Regions from separate parts of the Sus scrofa genome. Here region 2 is linked to region 1. The links are chromatin contacts, called in public Hi-C maps. All regions are on one chromosome and are shown on one strand. Each heading gives the region's core, a stretch centred on a gene start, on an enhancer-like site or on the middle of the called end of the contact. The rest is flanking DNA. Distances are from core to core; before and after follow the strand shown.

Region 1 (3,102 bases), core at 224-2,723:
AAATGGTACTGAGTGTTGGGAATTTTTTTTCATGTTTATATAAGGGCAGTTTTACTACCAGTAGTTAAGAAACTGAAATATAAATAAACCATAAAAATGTATCTAGACCATGTAAACATTATGGGCTGTACGATCTGGCCTGAAAAAAATCTCCTCACTTGCGTGCTGGATTTCCAAGGCGTAGCCTCTTGGGATATTAAACCCCAAAGGGAGTTTGATGGATGAGAAGGGATCCAGAAACCAACAGCCCTCAGCTCTGAAGTCTGTTCATCAAGAGGATTTTAAAATCCCTTCCCTTCGGTTAAGAGTAAATTATTTCGTTTCAGCCTTTCAGAGATGAGTGTTTCTGCTCCCGGGACAGGGGTGACATTGGAAGGGCAGAGCATTTACAACCTGAAGACCTGGGTTTTAGTTTCTGTTCTGCCACTTCCTAGTAGGAGGTTAGGGAAGTGAAGCAACAGCCCTGAGCCTCAGTTTCCTCATCTCTAAAATGGGGCGATAAAATGACCTCACTAAGATTGTTACGGTCTTGGAAAGCCTGGTGAGGGCACCCTGCGACTGTTTAGCCGATGCATATCTTAAAGCAACTGGAAGTCGTTATTTTATGCCTGGAAAATTTCACAGTTAAAAGTATTTTAAAAGTCACGATTACGGAGAGAACAAACTACTTTCAATGTCATTACCAAGGGTACTGGCTTCAAAGCCTCTCTTTGTAAAGACAGCTCCACGCATCCCTGAAGGATTCTAGATACTCATCTGCAGACCCGTGGAATTACCTTAGCAATGATGACAAATAAATACATGCATTTTATGTCAAGAGCAAAAACTGTGTCCCCTTTGTGCTGACAACCAGCTTTCCAACTGTAGTTAAATGCTCCACAAGAGCGCGTGGAGACGCGGGTTTACAAGGCGTTTGGAGGGATTCCGATGTTTTCCTGCCTCCTGCACTTCGGCTCACTCCCCCGTGGAAAATGTCACTTGTGCCAACGGTGGAGAAGCTGCCAGCTCCTTCTGATTTATAGCCTTTTCCTGTGAACCGCCTCTCAGAGCTGAAAGCAGGATGTTACGTTCATGTTTGCTTTTGACTTCTCCCCCCACGCCAGGCGTTTACATCAATTTAGACGAAGAAGCCAAAATCTCCGCTGTGCTGTTTGATCCCTGGTTGAAGTACACACTCACCACCTCCCGACCCTTGGCCCTTCTCACCTCCAGTGATGATTGTGGAGGAGGAGATCCTGGGTTTCAGAGAGAAACACAGAGCCTGGTTCTGCTTGAGAGAGCATCTCCCTCTCCCTCTGAGTCCTCGGGGGCTCCCATGAGACTGTGGCATCCCCACGTTTGGATTCCCCCCCCCAAAAAAAAAAAGTTATCATTAAATCTCTGCCAAGATTTAAAAAGCACAGTGGATGGAGTGACTTCACATTTGAATGAAACAGGCAATTCGCTGGGTGGAGTTAATGAGGGGAGAGGTGAGTCACGATGGCGTCTGAGTATAATTACAGCCCATTTAGAACTGAGCACGTAGGTACGTGACCTTTATTCTCCACCAAGGCTGCACCAACGTTCACTGCCAAGCTGACACGGACAACCCGGGGGGGGACAAATCCAAACTGGCAGAAGCCACGCATGGGATCGTGTTCGTGGTGATTAGATGGCTTGGAGAATGGATGAGGTGGGGAGAAGCCCTGTGCTTCCATCAGTTACACACCTGACGGGGTTCAAGGGACCCCGGGGACAGGGGGCTGGTCTCCAAGGCTTGGAGCAGAATCCCTGCCATTGTGTTCCCGTCCATAATCGCTGTTACTCGGACAGACCCCGTGTTGAGCTCCTCCGATGTCTCCTCCCTGCCTCCCTCCCCTGTTACCTTACATCCAAATACCAAACTTTTGGATTCCCTTCCCCCCTCCCCAGGAAGGAGGATGGAGGGATGGGGGATTCTCCCCCCACCTGCTGCTCCTAACTGCTCAGACACATATCACAAATAGCCCGATTCGATGGTTATTCCCCTGTGAGATTACAAGCTCATTGGCCCTAGAAACTATGTCTTCTTACCACCATTTTTTTATGCCCTGCGGCGCCAACACAGTCTATGATCAAAAAGTATCTGTTGAATGAACAAAGATGTTAAGGGGCCCTGTCGGAGCCACCACCAACATCTTGACTCTGATGGACAGAAGTCCTTTAATGCCCTTCTCATCACCAAGGTCACACCAGTTATCCTGTGTCTTTCAGAAAGATGCCCCATCTTGCAGAAAGCAGACAAAATCACTTGGCAGCAGTAGAGGTTAAGTTCCTAGATGCTTTGAACAGATAATCTTGCTTTAAAAGATAACAAACCCTGAGATCACTAGTATGTGGAATCTAATAAAAAATGATACAGGAGGAGTTCCCGTTGTGGTGCAGTGGTTAACGAATCTGACTAGGAACCATGAGGTTGCGGGTTCGATCCCTGGCCTCGCTCAGTGGGTTGAGGATCCGGCGTTGCCGTGAGCTGTGGTGTAGATGGCAGACGTGGCTGGGATCCTGTGTTGCTGTGGCTCTGGTGTAGGCCGGTGGCTATGGCTCCGATTCGACCCCTTGAGCCTAGAACCTCCATATGCTTCGGGAAACGGCCCTAGAAAAGGCAGAAAGACAAAAAAAAAAAAAAAAAAAAAAAAAAAGAAAGAAAAAAAAAAGAAAGAAAGAAATAAAGAAAAGGAAGATCCACTGCAGTCCATCTCGTTATTCATCAGAAATTGTGGCAAATTATATGAGATTTCACTTTTGTTTGAGAAATTCTTGCGTAAGAAGGAAAAATAAGTATCACCCATATCGATGTGCCTACACTCATCCATGGCATATGTGTTAGAAGTCAGCCTTGCCAGCGTTTTGAAGACATTGCTCAAAAATACAAGTTATCTTCATCACATGTAACAGCGGATTAGAAATAAGGGAGAAATATGTCACATGCACTGAGTACCATATTCTGGCATCAGGAGGTGATGTGCAGTCGGTCCTTTCCCCGCATCCTCCTAAAATGTCCAAGTAACATTTTGACATCCCCGGTCACATACACCCCAATGTCCCGAAATGAAATGTCATCCTCTGTAGCACTCATCTCTT
Region 2 (3,102 bases), core at 367-2,866, 71 kb before region 1:
AACATTGCAAATCAAGTATACTTTAAAAAAAAAATGGAAAACTAGTAGAAAGCTACTCTTCTCCATAGAAGCCGACATACAAAGAAGCCCCCATACTCTTATGAGCTGCACTTGGGATTCAGAATGCCTTCATTTGCCTGCTCAGAGGCCTGTGGTTACATTATATTCTCTTCTGAAAACATCAGCACCCGTCCTCATGGATTCCTGCACCATCTCCAACTCCCTTCAACCTCTCCCCCTCGGCTTTCTCGCCTGGGGGAAACCCTCAGGCCTCTTCATCTGCGGTGGCCTGGCACCACCGCCACCATCCGGCACAGGATCTACACGACCTCAGAGGAGCCTTTGAAAACATGCACCTCATCAAATCCATTTCCAGAAGAGCACCAGCGGCGCCTCTGCCTGAAGACAAAGTCCTAAATGCCACCCAACTCTGGGCAAGCTGGCACCTCTGCCAGCCAGCTGTGACACCCCTACCCCCTGGCACTGCACCACCACCGGCCAACTCTGGGGAATGTCTTGCTGCTCCATTTCCCTCCCTGCCCCTGCCTGTCCCTCTGCTTTCTTTTTCTTTCCTTTTTTTTTTTTTTTTTTGTCTTTTGTATGTTCAGGGCGACACCCGCTCCATATGAAGGTTCCCAGGCTAGGGATCTAATTGGAGCTGAAGCTGCTGGCCTACGCCACAGCCACAGCCACGCGGGATCTGAGCTGCATCTGCGACCTGCACCACAGCTCACGGCAACACCAGATCCTTCACCCACTGAGCGAGGCCAGGGATCGAACCCGCGACCTCATGGTTCCTAGTCCGATTCGTTTCCACTGAGCCATGACGGGAACTCCCCCTCTGCTTTCTTTTTGGTGCCACCTGCTGTGCCCCATGCCCTCCCCTGTGAGGCCGGCATGTTCTGGCTCAGCTGAGCCCTGGTGGTTAAGGCAGCCTCTGTGGAAGGAGCTGGATCCAGGAGGCCGTGGTGTCAGATGCTGTCCTGGGCCTTGACCTGCTCTTCCCATTGATCCCTCCGAAGAGGAAAACCCTGGCACGATTCCACAGGTGAGAACACAGTCAGGTGCCCATCACCAGGGGATGGTGGAGCCCCAGGCCCACAGCCCTGACCATCACCTTGGGCTGCCAATGGCAGAGTGAGGCATCCGGTGACAACCCTTGGTGGAGCCCACCTGGCCCACCTGGAGTCTGCTTAGATCCAAGGCGACACTGGCCACCTTCTTATGTGTGTTCAGGATTCACTGTGTGTTCAGCCTGGTCCTCCCTGCAGCTTGCAGCTTGCAGCTTGCCTTTCTTCCCCATGGGGTAGGGGTGGGGGTACGGGGACAGGCCTCTATCCCGGGACCGCCTCCCTCTGCTCCCTGCAGAACCAGAGATCTGATTACAAAGAGGGAGCCCTCCGGTCACACTTCCTGGGGGCCAGATGTGTGGGCTTGCATTTCAGGCAGTCCCTCCACGTGGTTGATGAATTTGAACAGGATGAAACTTTGGCCTTTGTCACTTTTTATTTTTTTATGTTTTTAATTAAATTGCCTGGGTCACTGACACCGAGCAGAGACTGTGAAATGCAGCCTTGCATTTTGTTAATGATACACCATCTGTTTGTTCACGCTGTGTGATCACATGATCTTTGCTCTGCAGAACATCCTGTCTCACTGGCCTAAACCAGTTTGTGGGTGAAATGCTTGGGATGGGTGCCAGGCAGTCCCTTTCTTTCTTTCTTCCCTTCTTCCTTTCTCTTTCTTTCTTTCGTTCGCTCATTCTTTCTCTTCCTTCCTTCTCTTTCTTCTCCTTCTTCTACCCTCCCTCCCTCTCTTCCTTCCTTCCTTTCTTTTCTTTCTCTCTTCCTTCCCCCCACCATCCCTCCCTCCCTCCCTCCCTCTCTCCCCCGTTTGGAGATTGTCTATTGAACCCAGACTTGTCATGGGCAGCATTTCTGTTACCGCTTATGGCACCAAATCACCCCACTTCCATTGCAGTATTTTAGCCTGACTTCTGGAAGGTGCCAGCAGAGACCAGATAAGGTAGAAAGAGCTCAGACACGCAGGGGAGAAAGCCCACAGGAGGCATTTGAGGGCAGTGCCACTCACCTACGGCTCAGAGGTTGCAGAGAAATCAGCTGGGACCCCCAGGGAAAGAGATGCTGGGACTGGAGCACCCCTCTGACCTCACCAGGGAGTGTCGCTGACCCATCCCACAGGGTAATTAGATTAAATCCCTGGAGAGTGTTGTATCCCGGTGTTTTTAAGAACTTTACATTTTCATCAGAGAGGTCAAGAGAGGCGGAGACAGAGGATGCGCTGCAGGTGGATCGCAGGTGCGGCAAGGAACCCAGTGAAGAATGAATGAGACTTGGATGCTGACCTATTGTTTCTATGACAGAAGATGCACAGCCGTGAACTCCTACTGATAAACCCTTCAGGGGAGTTCCCATCGTGGTACAGCAGAAACAAATCCAACTAGTATCCATGAGGATGCGGGTTCGATCCCTGGCCTCGCTCAGTGGGTTAAGGATCCAGCATTGCTGTGGCTGTGGTGTAGGCCAGCAGCTGTAGCTCTGATTGGACCCCTAGCCTGGGAACCTCTGTATGCTGTGGGTGTGGCCCTAACAAGAAAAAAACAAAAAAACCCAAAAAACCCTTCAGACCTTCGACAGCTCCAAAGTGTTGGAACAGCTGCCCTCAGACACGCACCTTGGTAGCCAGACTCTGAAAAGCCATGGCTTAGTTGTTGTGTGACGTTGTGTGATGAGGTGACATGCCACCCCAGTAAGGGAGTGGGTCGTGGGAGTGCACCTCTGAAGGGACCAGGTGACTGGAGTCCCAGGGAGGCTGTAGGGAGGGTACCCGGATGTGGCTCATGCCAATGGCATGTAAAAGCCAGAGGTGCTCACGCACATGGAATCCTAGCAACACACCTGCCAGCAAGGATCCCTCTGTGTCTCGGCTTCTCCCTTATGCTGAATCCCTGGTGACTGTCCTGTCCCCTCCCTTCCATCTGATTTCGCTTTCTGGTTGTAACTGGGGAGAGGAAGGCACACACCATCTGTCTGCTTTCACCCCTTCCTGGGGGGCCCTGGTTACCGGGTGTAAGGTGCACAG

Evidence for each region. A called contact is a pair of places that touch in the nucleus more often than the background predicts.
Region 2: a Hi-C map of liver shows a contact between it and region 1, with 5 times the contacts expected there. The contact joins two enhancer-like sites. A contact is called at or near these places in 1 of 5 promoter capture datasets (liver) and 5 of 47 Hi-C or Micro-C datasets (liver, retroperitoneal adipose tissue and skeletal muscle).

The regions. Positions count from the first base shown.
Region 1 is chr6:68,744,757-68,747,858 of Sscrofa11.1, reverse strand. No RefSeq gene overlaps it. Among named protein-coding and RNA genes, the nearest start is that of ERRFI1, 64 kb to the right of the region's middle. Within about 2 kb of position 1,473, at least 29 of the 83 cell types and tissues checked have an H3K27ac peak or open chromatin away from gene starts, as enhancers often do. A contact at or near this core is called in liver, retroperitoneal adipose tissue and skeletal muscle, where this site is marked.
Region 2 is chr6:68,816,380-68,819,481 of Sscrofa11.1, reverse strand. No RefSeq gene overlaps it. Among named protein-coding and RNA genes, the nearest start is that of SLC45A1, 120 kb to the left of the region's middle. Within about 2 kb of position 1,616, at least 37 of the 83 cell types and tissues checked have an H3K27ac peak or open chromatin away from gene starts, as enhancers often do. A contact at or near this core is called in liver, retroperitoneal adipose tissue and skeletal muscle, where this site is marked.